Linked DNA regions of Mus musculus: region 1 is linked to region 2. The links are chromatin contacts, called in public HiChIP or PLAC-seq maps. All regions are on one chromosome and are shown on one strand. The core of a region is the stretch at or near the end of the contact, and the rest is flanking DNA. Distances in the headings are between cores, read along the strand shown. Region 1 overlaps Wasf3 (WAS protein family, member 3). Region 2 holds the start of Ptcd1 (pentatricopeptide repeat domain 1).

Region 1 (5,365 bases), core at 2,346-4,845, 1.2 Mb before region 2:
TGCTACTTCATAACTGTTATTTTGCTCTTATGGATTGTCATGTAAAATATCTGATGTATAGGATATCTGATACTCCATTCCTGTGAAAGGGTCATTTGTCACACACAGCCCTCCCCAAAGAGGTCATGACAAGGTGAGAACTAGTGCTCTAAAGAAGAGTAAGACAGAGTAATCCCCCATGAGGGCAGAGTCAAAACCAACAACAAAGTCCCGCTAACACCTGTGAAACAAAGAGAGAGCACTGTACACAAGCTGGCCTCCCACAGAGAGCTCCCAGGTCCTGCTTGGACTCTGATCTTAAAGTCTGCTAAAAGCAAAACCATCAGATCCCAGAATCTGAGAGAGCAGAAGTGAAATGATTCTAACTAGCGCTGCTACAGGCCATCCCTCCTGAGAGACCCCACAGCAGTGTGACAAAGGAGGACAGGCCTGTCCAGGAGGGAAGCCAGTAAGGGAAGCCCTGAAAGATGCCATAAAAGATCTGGTAAGAACATGAATGAACGTGAATGGCAAAGAATGAGTCCTGAGTGGACTGTGAGGAGGGGTGAGTCCTGAGTGGATGTGAGGAGGGGTGAGTCCTGAGTGGATGTGAAGAGGGGTGAGTTCTGAGTGAATGTGAAGAGGGGTGAGTCCTGAGTGGATGTAAGGAGGGGTGAGTCCTGAGCGGATATGAGGAGGGGTGAGTTCTGAGTGAATGTGAAGAGGGGTGAGTCCTGAGTGGATATGAGGAGGGATGAGTCCTGAGTGGATGGGGGAGGGGTGAGTCCTGAGTGGATGTAAGGAGGGGTGAGTCCTGAGCGGATATGAGGAAGGGTGAGTTCTGAGTAAATGTGAAGAGGGGTGAGTCCTGAGTGGATGTGAGGAGGGGTGAGTCCTGAGTGGATGTGAAGAGGGGTGAGTTCTGAGTGAATGTGAAGAGGGGTGAGTCCTGAGCGGATATGAGGAGGGGTGAGTTCTGAGTGAATGTGAAGAGGGGTGAGTCCTGAGTGGATATGAGGAGGGGTGAGTCCTGAGTGGATGGGGGAGGGGTGAGTCCTGAGTGGATGTAAGGAGGGGTGAGTCCTGAGCGGATATGAGGAAGGGTGAGTTCTGAGTGAATGTGAAGAGGGGTGAGTCCTGAGTGGATATGAGGAGGGGTGAGTCCTGAGTGGATGGGGGAGGGGTGAGTCCTGAGTGGATGTAAGGAGGGGTGAGTCCTGAGCGGATATGAGGAAGGGTGAGTTCTGAGTGAATGTGAAGAGGGGTGAGTCCTGAGTGGATGTGAGGAGGGGTGAGTTCTGAGTGGATGTGAAGAGGGGTGAGTCCTGAGTGGATGTGAGGAGGGGTGAGTCCTGAGTGGATGGGGGAGGGATGAGTCCTGAGTGGATGTAAGGGGGGTGAGTCCTGAGCGGATATGAGGAGGGGTGAGTTCTGAGTGGATGTGAGGAGGGGTGAGTCCTGAGTGGATGGGGGAGGGGTGAGTCCTGAGTGGATGTAAGGAGGGGTGAGTCCTGAGTGGATATGAGGAGGGGTGAGTTCTGAGTGGATGTGAGGAGGGGTGAGTCCTGAGTGGATGGGGGAGGGATGAGTCCTGAGTGGATATGAGGAAAGGTGAGTTCTGAGCAGATGTGAGGAGGGGTGAGTCCTGAGTGGATATGAGGAGGGGTGAGTCCTGAGTGGATGTGAGGGGGGGTGAATCCTATGGCAGCAGGCTAACTCCACTCAGTAGCATCGAGGCTCCATGAGAGTTAGCACAGTCCATGGGAGCCAAGCTTTTCTGGAGGTATATCTGTGTATCTGTGTGTCTGTGTGTCTGTACTTTCTTCATTCCGTTACCTCAGTCAGACAACAGACAGATGTTTGGAGTACTTAGATTTCAAATAAATTTACATAAAAAACTCTCAAAACTAAGTGAAATATAGGGGTTCTGATGTTAAGAGGTTCAATTTCCAGCATCCACTTAACAATGTACAACTCCAGTTCCACAGGATCCAGCACCCTCTTCTGGCCACTGTGTGTACTGCATGCACATGATGCACATACATACCACATGCAAACAAAAATACCCACACATTTAAAATAAAAACAAACAAAACTGAAAAAAAAAAACTGAGTGAAAACAAGCCAATCATAAGACTAACAAAATGTAAAAAAACATTTCACTAAAGAATATATATATATATATATATATATATATATGTGGATGGCAAATGAACAGCTTTAATGACAGTGACCATGACTAGCCACAGGAAAGTGCAAAAACCAAAATGAGATTAACATTATACATACGATGGAACATTTGCAATAAAACATTGACAACAATACGTGCTGATGAGAATCCAAAAACAATGGACTACTCACTCTTCTGGCGTGAGTGGAAACAGCACAGTCAGCCTAGGAAATAATTCAGTCAGGTCACACAAAACCAAATATCTACTTACTGCTCACAGGCTTAGCGATCATGCCCAAGGGTGTTCATCCCAGGGAAACAAATATTTGTAATTACACAAAAACCTTATGTGAAGGTTGGTTTCAGCTTTACTGCTAATACCAAAAGGCTATTTGGATGAACAGTTAGACAGGCCATATAATGAAATACATACTAGCCAGCAATTATATATATATATATATATATATATATATATATATACACACACACAAAATGGATATAACCACCTCAAGAGACCTGAAGGGTGTTTTGTTTCATGTTAAAGAGAACATGAAACATATTTGAGACTGGAGAGATGGCTCAGCAGCTAATATATTATACAAATTATGAAGGATGTCATCCTTGGAGAGCCTTGGCAAAAACTAGATGGAAGAGTATAAATACGAGGAGGGGGCAATTTTCTGTGAGAATATAATTATTGTAAAATAAAAGTGTTGTTGTTGTTGTTGTTTAGAAGAAGGCAAAATAAGACATTTTCTGGTCAACCAAAACTGAGCAGACCCACAGTACAAATGAAAACCCTGGGCATCTGCCGAGGAAGGAAGCCACAGGCAAGTCAGGATCTCAGAGCACCGCGAGTTCCCGTCACCAGTTCAATGAACACTGCTAGACAGCTCCTCCCCAGGGGTCTCCATGGTAGCGGAATCTCGGATAGGGACAGTCAGTCAAGGCATCTGGGCCACGCTCTGCACGACCATCACCAAAGGCTCAGTGAAGGATTCATGGTGGGCTGGGCGTGCAGAATGGAATCTGAGATGAATGTCATCAATAGTGAACGACAGTGTCAGGTGCAGAACCATGAATGTATAAAGAAGACAGGCGAGGGAGGGGCAAAGGGCTCCAGACACCCAGGAGGGAAGAGAGCAACATGTGGTTGCTGAGATTTGAACTCAGGACCTTTGGAAGAGCAGTCAGTGCTCTTAACCTCTGAGCCATCTCTCCAGCCCATAGGACTCAGATTTCAATGCAGTCTCCCCTGGAATGTTCTTCCCTAACCCGCATCCCACTTCCTTCATGGCACTGCTTAAACACTACCTGCTCTGACACCCCCCCACCCCATCCCCACCCCACCCCGTCCCCACTTCCACACCCCCCACACACACACACACCGCAATGAAAACTGTCTCAGGAGAATGTCCCTCTTCCTCTGTTGCCACCTGTGAGCTTCCTCTCTGCAGTGCCTCCTCTGCCTGGTTCTCCCATGAGACTTCCCCCTCTGACTGCTGAGCAGGGTGGGATGGGGCGGGAACTTGTTAATATGTTGCTCAGTCACATGTCTCCAGTGCTCACTAACTAGTTGCTTAAAAATAAAAGTGGAAAACATATCTGGCATTTCATTCTATTTTCTAGGAACCTAGAGACCTGCCTTAAAAGAGCAAAACTAGCCCTCATCTCTGCAGGTTTGTCTCTGCAGATCCTACAGTGGCTGCTCAGACATATGCAGAGGGAAAGCCACACTCTACTGAGCATACACTGACAAGCATACACTGACAAGCCAGTCTAACGAATCATTAAGGTAATCCTCTTTATTCTTACCATTCAGCAACACCCCAAAGAGCAAGACATCTCACAAATGCATCTGCTGTAGATGCCACAGCAAGCCAGATCTTTCCACCATAGTAGGAGATTGTCCATACAAGTCACTTTCTGCAGCGCACAGTGGTCCCTTTCTTCTGAGTGCTATTTGTGGTGAAATTTGACACTTATCAATCAAGACATTTCCCAACAGAACACCAGGTCAGGGACCACCACGTGGTGGTTTAAATAAGAATGCCCCCCATCAGCTCCTGGTTCCCAGCTGGTGGTACTCTTTGGGGAGGTTTAAAAGAGTGGCCTTGCTGGAGGAAGTATGTCACTGAGCAGGAGAGGGGCTCTGGTTTGCCCTCCCTTGTTTCAAAGCTGGGAGTTGTCAATCCTGAGATTAACCATGATTAGCACTGAAGACCCCAGCAGAACAAATAAGCTATATCCATGCTGCTTTTCCAAACCTGAATCAGTATAGCTCACCCATCTAGTCACAAAGCAAAAAGAAACCAAGTAACCGTCTACCTAACAGGCTATGTCTGTTGTGCCCACAAGTCCGGCACTCCGTGGGGCGGGAGGAGCAGGAAGCTAGCAGTTTCAGGGCAACCTGGACTACAAGACACACTATCTAAACTAACGAACGAACAAACGAACGAAAGAAAGAAAGAAAGAAAGAAAGAGGAAAGAAAGAGAGAGAGAGAGAGAGAGAAAGAAAGAAAGAAAAAAAGAAAGAAAAGGGAAGAAAGAAAGAGAGAGAGAAAGAAAGAAAGAAAGAAAGAAAGAAAGAAAGAAAAGGGAAGAAAGGAAGAAAGAAGAAAAGAAAAGAGAAAAGAAAAGAGAAGAGAAAAAGTCAATACCTGTTGCACATGGTGGTATATACCTTTAATCCCAACATTCAAGAGGCAAACCTCTGTGGATTCCAGTCAGGACTTCTAAATGAGACCCTGTCTCAATAACTAATTAATTAAATTAAATATACACCAACTGATTATTTGGAAAATAGATATTCCAAATAATCCAAGATATTCCAAGAAATAGTCCAGCCTCATGCAATATAAGGAAATGGAAGCCAGAGGCACACAGTACAATACAATGGGCAAATTTGGCTTTATTTTGCTGTAACACATGCTCTGATCAATAAAAACATACAATAGCATCAAGAGCCCCTCCTTCAGCAGCTCACTCCTACTTAGGCAAATAAACACTTGAGGGGTCACTAAACTGACCTTGCCTTCAATTTTTCACACTTACTCTTCAGGGCTAGTTTTTGTTTTTATATACATATACATACATATATAGAAAGAGAGAGAGACAGAGAGAGACAGAGACAGAAAGAGAGTTGTGGCACATATATCAACATATTATATATTTTTTAAACTCCCTACACTCTAATAATAATCATGTATATCAATC
Region 2 (5,466 bases), core at 996-3,495:
GAAATAAAAGAAAACAACCAAACCAAAACAACAAACCAAAATAAAACAAAAACCAGAAACACCATTTCCTTCTGTCTTCTTTTTTTTTCTTTTTCCCCAGAGGCAGGGTTTCTCTGTGTAACAGCCCTGGCTATTCTAGAACTTGCTTTGTAGACCAGCTTGGCCTCAGTTTCAGAGATCTGCCTGTCCCTCCATCCTGAGTGCTGGGATTAAAGGCAAGAGCCATCACTGAGTGGCTGCAATGGAAGGTGCCTCAGCACGCACTTCTTGTTTGTGGTTGTGTTGGGTATGTCAAGGCCCAGCAAGGCACCTACCAAATCTGGACCTGAGCTTCGGAGGTACCCATGCTATGCACATCCCTGGCTCTCCTAGGGAGACTTTGGCTACTTTGTGGGTTCTTTTATCTTCCACCCTTCTAGTCCCCTAACACTAGATAGGTGAGAAAAAAAGGATGGAAGGGAGAGAGGGGGTGATGTCATTGTTAGACTGCTCCCGGATGATTAGGGAGCAAGTTTGGTCTTTGCTGTCAGGGTATCTAATTTCTTGTTGTTCCTTTTTTGTGCACAACTACTTAACAACTCTCAACCAACCAACAACCCACATTCTTGGGGCCCTAGCATTTATATACCCTCTTAAGAGTCCTCCGAATTCCAAATGCCACACAATGGCAAAAACTATCTGCCATTGGCAGTATCACACTCCTGCTAAGGAATGAGGCAAATCATAGTCAGCTGCTATGGAAAATCTGAAGCAGCCCCAGATCCCATATCTGGGATTAAAATAAAAATATATTCCTATTTCTGTAGTTTTCTGGGTTCTGGATTTTGTTTGTTTGTTTTTGTTTTTTTCCCTTCAAGACAGGGTTTCTCTGTGTAGTCCTGGCTGTCCTGGAACTCACTCTGTAGACCAGGCTGGCCTTGAACTCAGAAATCCACCTGCCTCTGCCTCCTAAGAGCCATGATTAAAGGCGTGCGCCACCACTGCCCGGCTATTTCTGTGTTTTTTAAAGAAACCCAAATCTTTACTTCAAGTGCACACTTGCCTCCACAGGTTTGTGGATCTATTGCCCCACACAAATGTTCCATGGTCTCAAGGCAGTGCCATCAAATTGAGTAAAAACCTAGTGCTTAAAAGGCTAGCCTGATCTATAGAGTGAGTTTCAGGACAGCCAGGGCTATACAGAGAAACTCTGTCTCGAAAAACAACAACAACAAAGAGTAGACATATGTGCAAGGACGACCTGGCCAAAGAGGACAGTTCTGTCTGAATTGAAGCAGCTCCCCCAAACGGAAGATATATCCCACCAGAACAGGAAAACCATCTCATCACATGAAGAGGGACAGTAAATATAGCTCGGTCTAAAGGTTCGCTGGGGGCCTGAGTTGGGACAGGTGACCCGGAGGTGGGGTAGTGAGGAAAACGGACAATTCCAGGACAGGGAAGGATTTCCCAGGAGCTAGACTAAAGCAAGCCTGGAATATGAGGGTCTACTTGGAGTCTTCGACAGTCAGATACACTCAGACTCTTCTACCGCCTAGTTCTGATGAAAGTAGAGAGGAGCACGCTAAGAGGTGGAAATGGGGGACATTCTAAGACTTTGCTGAAGTTGGAGCAGGATGGGAGAAGGCAGTTCCACTTCAGGATGACACGCGTTCACTGGAGAATTACGCGAACAACCGACACAGTCCTGCTGTCCCGAGGATTGCCACGGAGCAGTCCCCGGGGATCAAGGATCCAAGGAAAGGTCTCCCCGAGTTCAAGTGACACCGGGAAGTCCCAGGACGGAAGCGGAGGAACTAGGCGAGGGTCCCGGGTTCCAGGGCCCAGGGCTGGGGTAACCTCTGGTCAGAATCAGACTCGCCCACCCACCCGCCGGGCCCCGCACTCACTATCCATGCCGGGGAAGGGCAGCGGCTGCGCCCCGAGCTGCTGCTCCACGGCGATCTCCAAGTCGAACTTGATGTGATCTACGCTGGCGATTATTTCCTGCATGGCGGCGGCGGCGGCCTCGGGCCCAGCTCCCCCTCAGGTCTCTCAGCCGCTCTCCGCAACTCACGCTACCTCTCCCCGTCCCCTTCTCGCTTGCCGCCACCGCCGCCGCCGCAGCCGCCGCCCCGCGAGGGATGCCGGGAGCGCTGGAGCCCGCGCCGGCCCTTTTTTCCCATCCAGACTCAGCCAACGGAGCTCAGAGTCCGGCCACTCCTTCAGGCCTGACTAGCCGCCGACCGATCGCCTGTTTCTTTCGGTTCTGTATCTTACACAAGAGGCGGCGACGCAAGTGCGCCTGCGCGGGATCTCCGTAGTCTGTGCTGAGGGCAGGAACGCTGTCTCTGGAGCCGCGGTCCCTCGACTCTGAGGACGTCTCACTAGGGGCTCGCCGCTTAGAACGCTCAGAGTGAGTTTCTGTTCAACCCTCATAGGAAACCCGGAAGCCGGGTGGAAATTGGACCTGAGGGACTTTGTCCAAGCTCAGATGCGAAAACGGAGGATCTAAAGGCCTGGGGAGAGGAAGCAAGGGGCGACCTAGGGTCCCAGGTCTCTCTGTGGGTGTAGCTCTAATGCAGACGTTTAAAAGTCGGGTAAGGGGGCAGGAGGTGTGGCTCAGTTGGTAAAGTGCTTGCCCCACCACCGCATAAGCCGGTAGTGTTAGTACAGACTTGTAATCCCACTAACTGGCAAGTGGAGGCAGAAGGGTCAGAAGCTCAAGACCAGACTGCATTACATGAGACCCTGGAGAGCGAGTCAACCTAGTAGAGCTAAGCCTCAAAATACCGTCATACCTCTTTTCCCTGTTATTATGTCTTGTTTTTGTTGTTGTTTGTTTGTTTTGTTTTTTTATTAAAGGGCTTCAAAGTAAGCAGGCCCAGCACAGCCTAATAAAAATAGAATGCGAGGGTGAGAGGGTGTAGCTCTGTGAGAGGGAGCATGTGCATATATGTGCCTTCCACACCACTCGAGTGCAGATTAGGGAAAAGCTTGTACCACAAGTCCTTCCAAGTATGTTCAGGAATCAAGCTCAGGTCACCGAGCTCTGCAGTAAGCACCTTTATCTGCTGAGACCCTCTTGAGCCTCTTGTTGTTGTTGTCGAGACTGGGGATCTCTAGGTAGCCCTGAGTAGCGTGGACTCACAGTTGTAGACCAGACTGGCATTGAACTCATAGAAATTCTCCTGCCTCTGTCTCCCTGGTGCAGGGCCTAAAGGCATGGCCCATCACGACTTACTCTTACTTTTTAAAGACAATCTCATGAAGCCCAGGCTGGTCTTGAAGTTGACATTATAGCTGAGGGTGACCCTGAATTTCTGACTCTTTTCTACCCAGCTGAGATAGTAAGTTTGACTGATCTCCCACTCCCCACCCTGCACAGAGCCAGGTCTTCCTAACTCAGAGCCTACCCTCTGAGTAAACTTGTCTCTCTTTTCTGACTCTTTTTAAAAAAGATTTGTTTGTTTATTTATTTATTTATTTAATGTATGTGAGTACACTATAGTTGTACAGATGGCTGTGAGCCTTCATGTGGTTGTTGGGAATTGAAATTTTTTAGGACCTCTGCTCGCTCTGGTAGGCCCTGCTTGCACCAGTAGGCCCCCTCACTCCAGCCCAAAGATTTATTTATTATTATATGTAAGTACACTGTCGCTGACTTTAGATGTACCAGAAGAGGGGGTCAGATCTCATTATGGGTGAGCCACCATGTGGTTGCTGGGATTTGAACTCAGGACCTTCGGAGAGCACGCTGAGCCATCTCGCCAGCCCTTCCTTTCTGACTTTTTATATGGCGTCTGATGCGGTTTCCTTATTTTTCTTGATTTCAGGCTGCAGGGGCTCGAGGCAGCCAGCGATGGACCTCCTAAGACTCTCCCGGCTCTTTTCCGGTCCCCGCCCCATAGGACTGTCTGTCCTTCAACACCTGGATCTTGTTGGATCAACCCGATGGACAGGAGGCAGGGAGGGACCTGCACGGCTGAGAGCTGCCTTCTGCGGCTCCTCCTCCCCGCTGCCCCTGGGCAGCGGGAACCAGAAGGAAATGAGCAGCCTCTGCTCTGACTCCAGTAAGCTCAGCACTGTGGCTCCCCAGGAGGAGGCAGAGGAAGAGAGCTTCGGGAGCCTCTCTGGCAAATTCTCCTCCCGGAGGATATTCCACAAGTCAACGGCCCAGCTCTACAACCTGCAGCTCAAGGAACAGGGTGGTGAGGAGGAAGAACTGGAGCCCAGACCGTGGCGGGGCCGGAGGAACACTCAGTACTGGTACTTCTTTCAGTGCAAACGTCTGATCAAGGAAGGAAAGGTCTGAGAGTGTGCTGTGATTTCATCTTGTGTCCCTGGCCCTTTAAGAATTCTTAGCTGGGAGAACCCTATGACCTTCAGTGTTGGATGCCCCTTGGATTTCTGGGAACGGGATAGGAAATGTATATAAAGCCGGGGGTGGGGACTAGCAGAGTGAGAAGGCAGTTAGTGAAGACACTGTCAGACAGTGGAGCCAGGAGGAGCTGAGCTGAGCTGAGCTGAGCTGAGCTGAGCTGAGCTGAGCTGAGCTGAGCTGAGCTGAGCAGATAGGCTAGCACAGTTGCTATGGCTTGGAGCTGCTAGCATTGGGGAAACTACTGGGAAGGGAATGTTTAAGCAGACTGTTGGGGAACTGAGGGAGGAAGAGGCTGGGCTGGAAACTGAGCGGAGGGCAGGCAGGGAGTTAAGAGAACTGGTAAACAGGTAGGCATTTTACATGAGAACCTTGGGGTTTTCCTTCTGCTGGGTTGGCATTTTATGTGGGGCAGTGCAGCCTTCTCAGCTGTTGAAGCTGGGGTGTTCATTACTCAGTCCTTGGATCTCTGTTATTGCTGTCTGGGTGCAAGTGTGAGTGTGTGTGCCACGGTGCACATGTGGAGCCCAGAGGACGACGTATAGAGCTGGCTTTTCCTTTCCACCTTCATGCACAGCCCAGGGATCGAACTCTGGTCACTTGCGCTGCAGGCGCCTCTCTCTGCTGAACCATATTGCTAGCCCCTTACCTATCTTTAACTCAGTACATGGAGGTAATCCCGTTAGTCTTCTTGTCCGTATCACATTTCCTGGGCTCATGACTTATTCTTCTCTTAACAGTTTGACCTCTAAACTGTTGCCAGCTCTAACTAATTTTCATTCTTTCAAGGCTGTCTTGCTGGGTAGCCCTGGCTGATTGGCACTCACTTTGTAGCTCAGGACAGCCTAAAACATTCACCCTTCCTGTCTCCCCTTCTTGAGTGCTGGGATTACCAGTACCCCGCTTATTTTATTGTTTTATACCTTTTTCACAATCTTAACTGTGTAGCCCTGGCTAAACTGGAATTCACTATGTAGCCCAGGCTGGCCTGGAACTCACAGAGAGGCCACTGACTCACAAGTACTGGGATTACAGACACATAGTAGTGGATCTAGCTTATTTTATTTGTTTGGTTTTTATTATTTTTTTGGTGTAGGATCTCTGTC

Evidence for each region. HiChIP or PLAC-seq counts read pairs in DNA pulled down with a chosen protein or histone mark.
Region 1: a contact with region 2 is called in an H3K4me3 HiChIP or PLAC-seq map of embryonic stem cells, with 5 times the contacts expected there. The contact joins the enhancer-like site here to the promoter of Ptcd1 in region 2. A contact is called at or near these places in 2 of 39 promoter capture datasets (cranial neural crest and hippocampal neurons) and 4 of 115 datasets of contacts at active chromatin or transcription factors (astrocytes, embryonic stem cells and stem cell-derived neural progenitor cells).

Annotation. Positions count from the first base shown.
Region 1 is chr5:146,402,946-146,408,310 of GRCm38.p6, reverse strand. All of the region lies in intron 1 of Wasf3 (WAS protein family, member 3), which reads right to left. Among named protein-coding and RNA genes, the nearest start is that of Wasf3, 21 kb to the right of the region's middle. Within about 2 kb of position 3,595, at least 5 of the 459 cell types and tissues checked have an H3K27ac peak or open chromatin away from gene starts, as enhancers often do. A contact at or near this core is called in embryonic stem cells, where this site is marked.
Region 2 is chr5:145,163,883-145,169,348 of GRCm38.p6, reverse strand. Ptcd1 (pentatricopeptide repeat domain 1) reads left to right here and starts at 2,245. Exons shown (of 9, transcript NM_133735.2): 1 at 2,245-2,395; 2 at 3,816-4,288. The coding sequence starts at 3,842. Cpsf4 (cleavage and polyadenylation specific factor 4) reads right to left here and starts at 2,136. Exons shown (of 8, transcript NM_001291248.1): 1 at 1,890-2,136. The coding sequence starts at 1,992.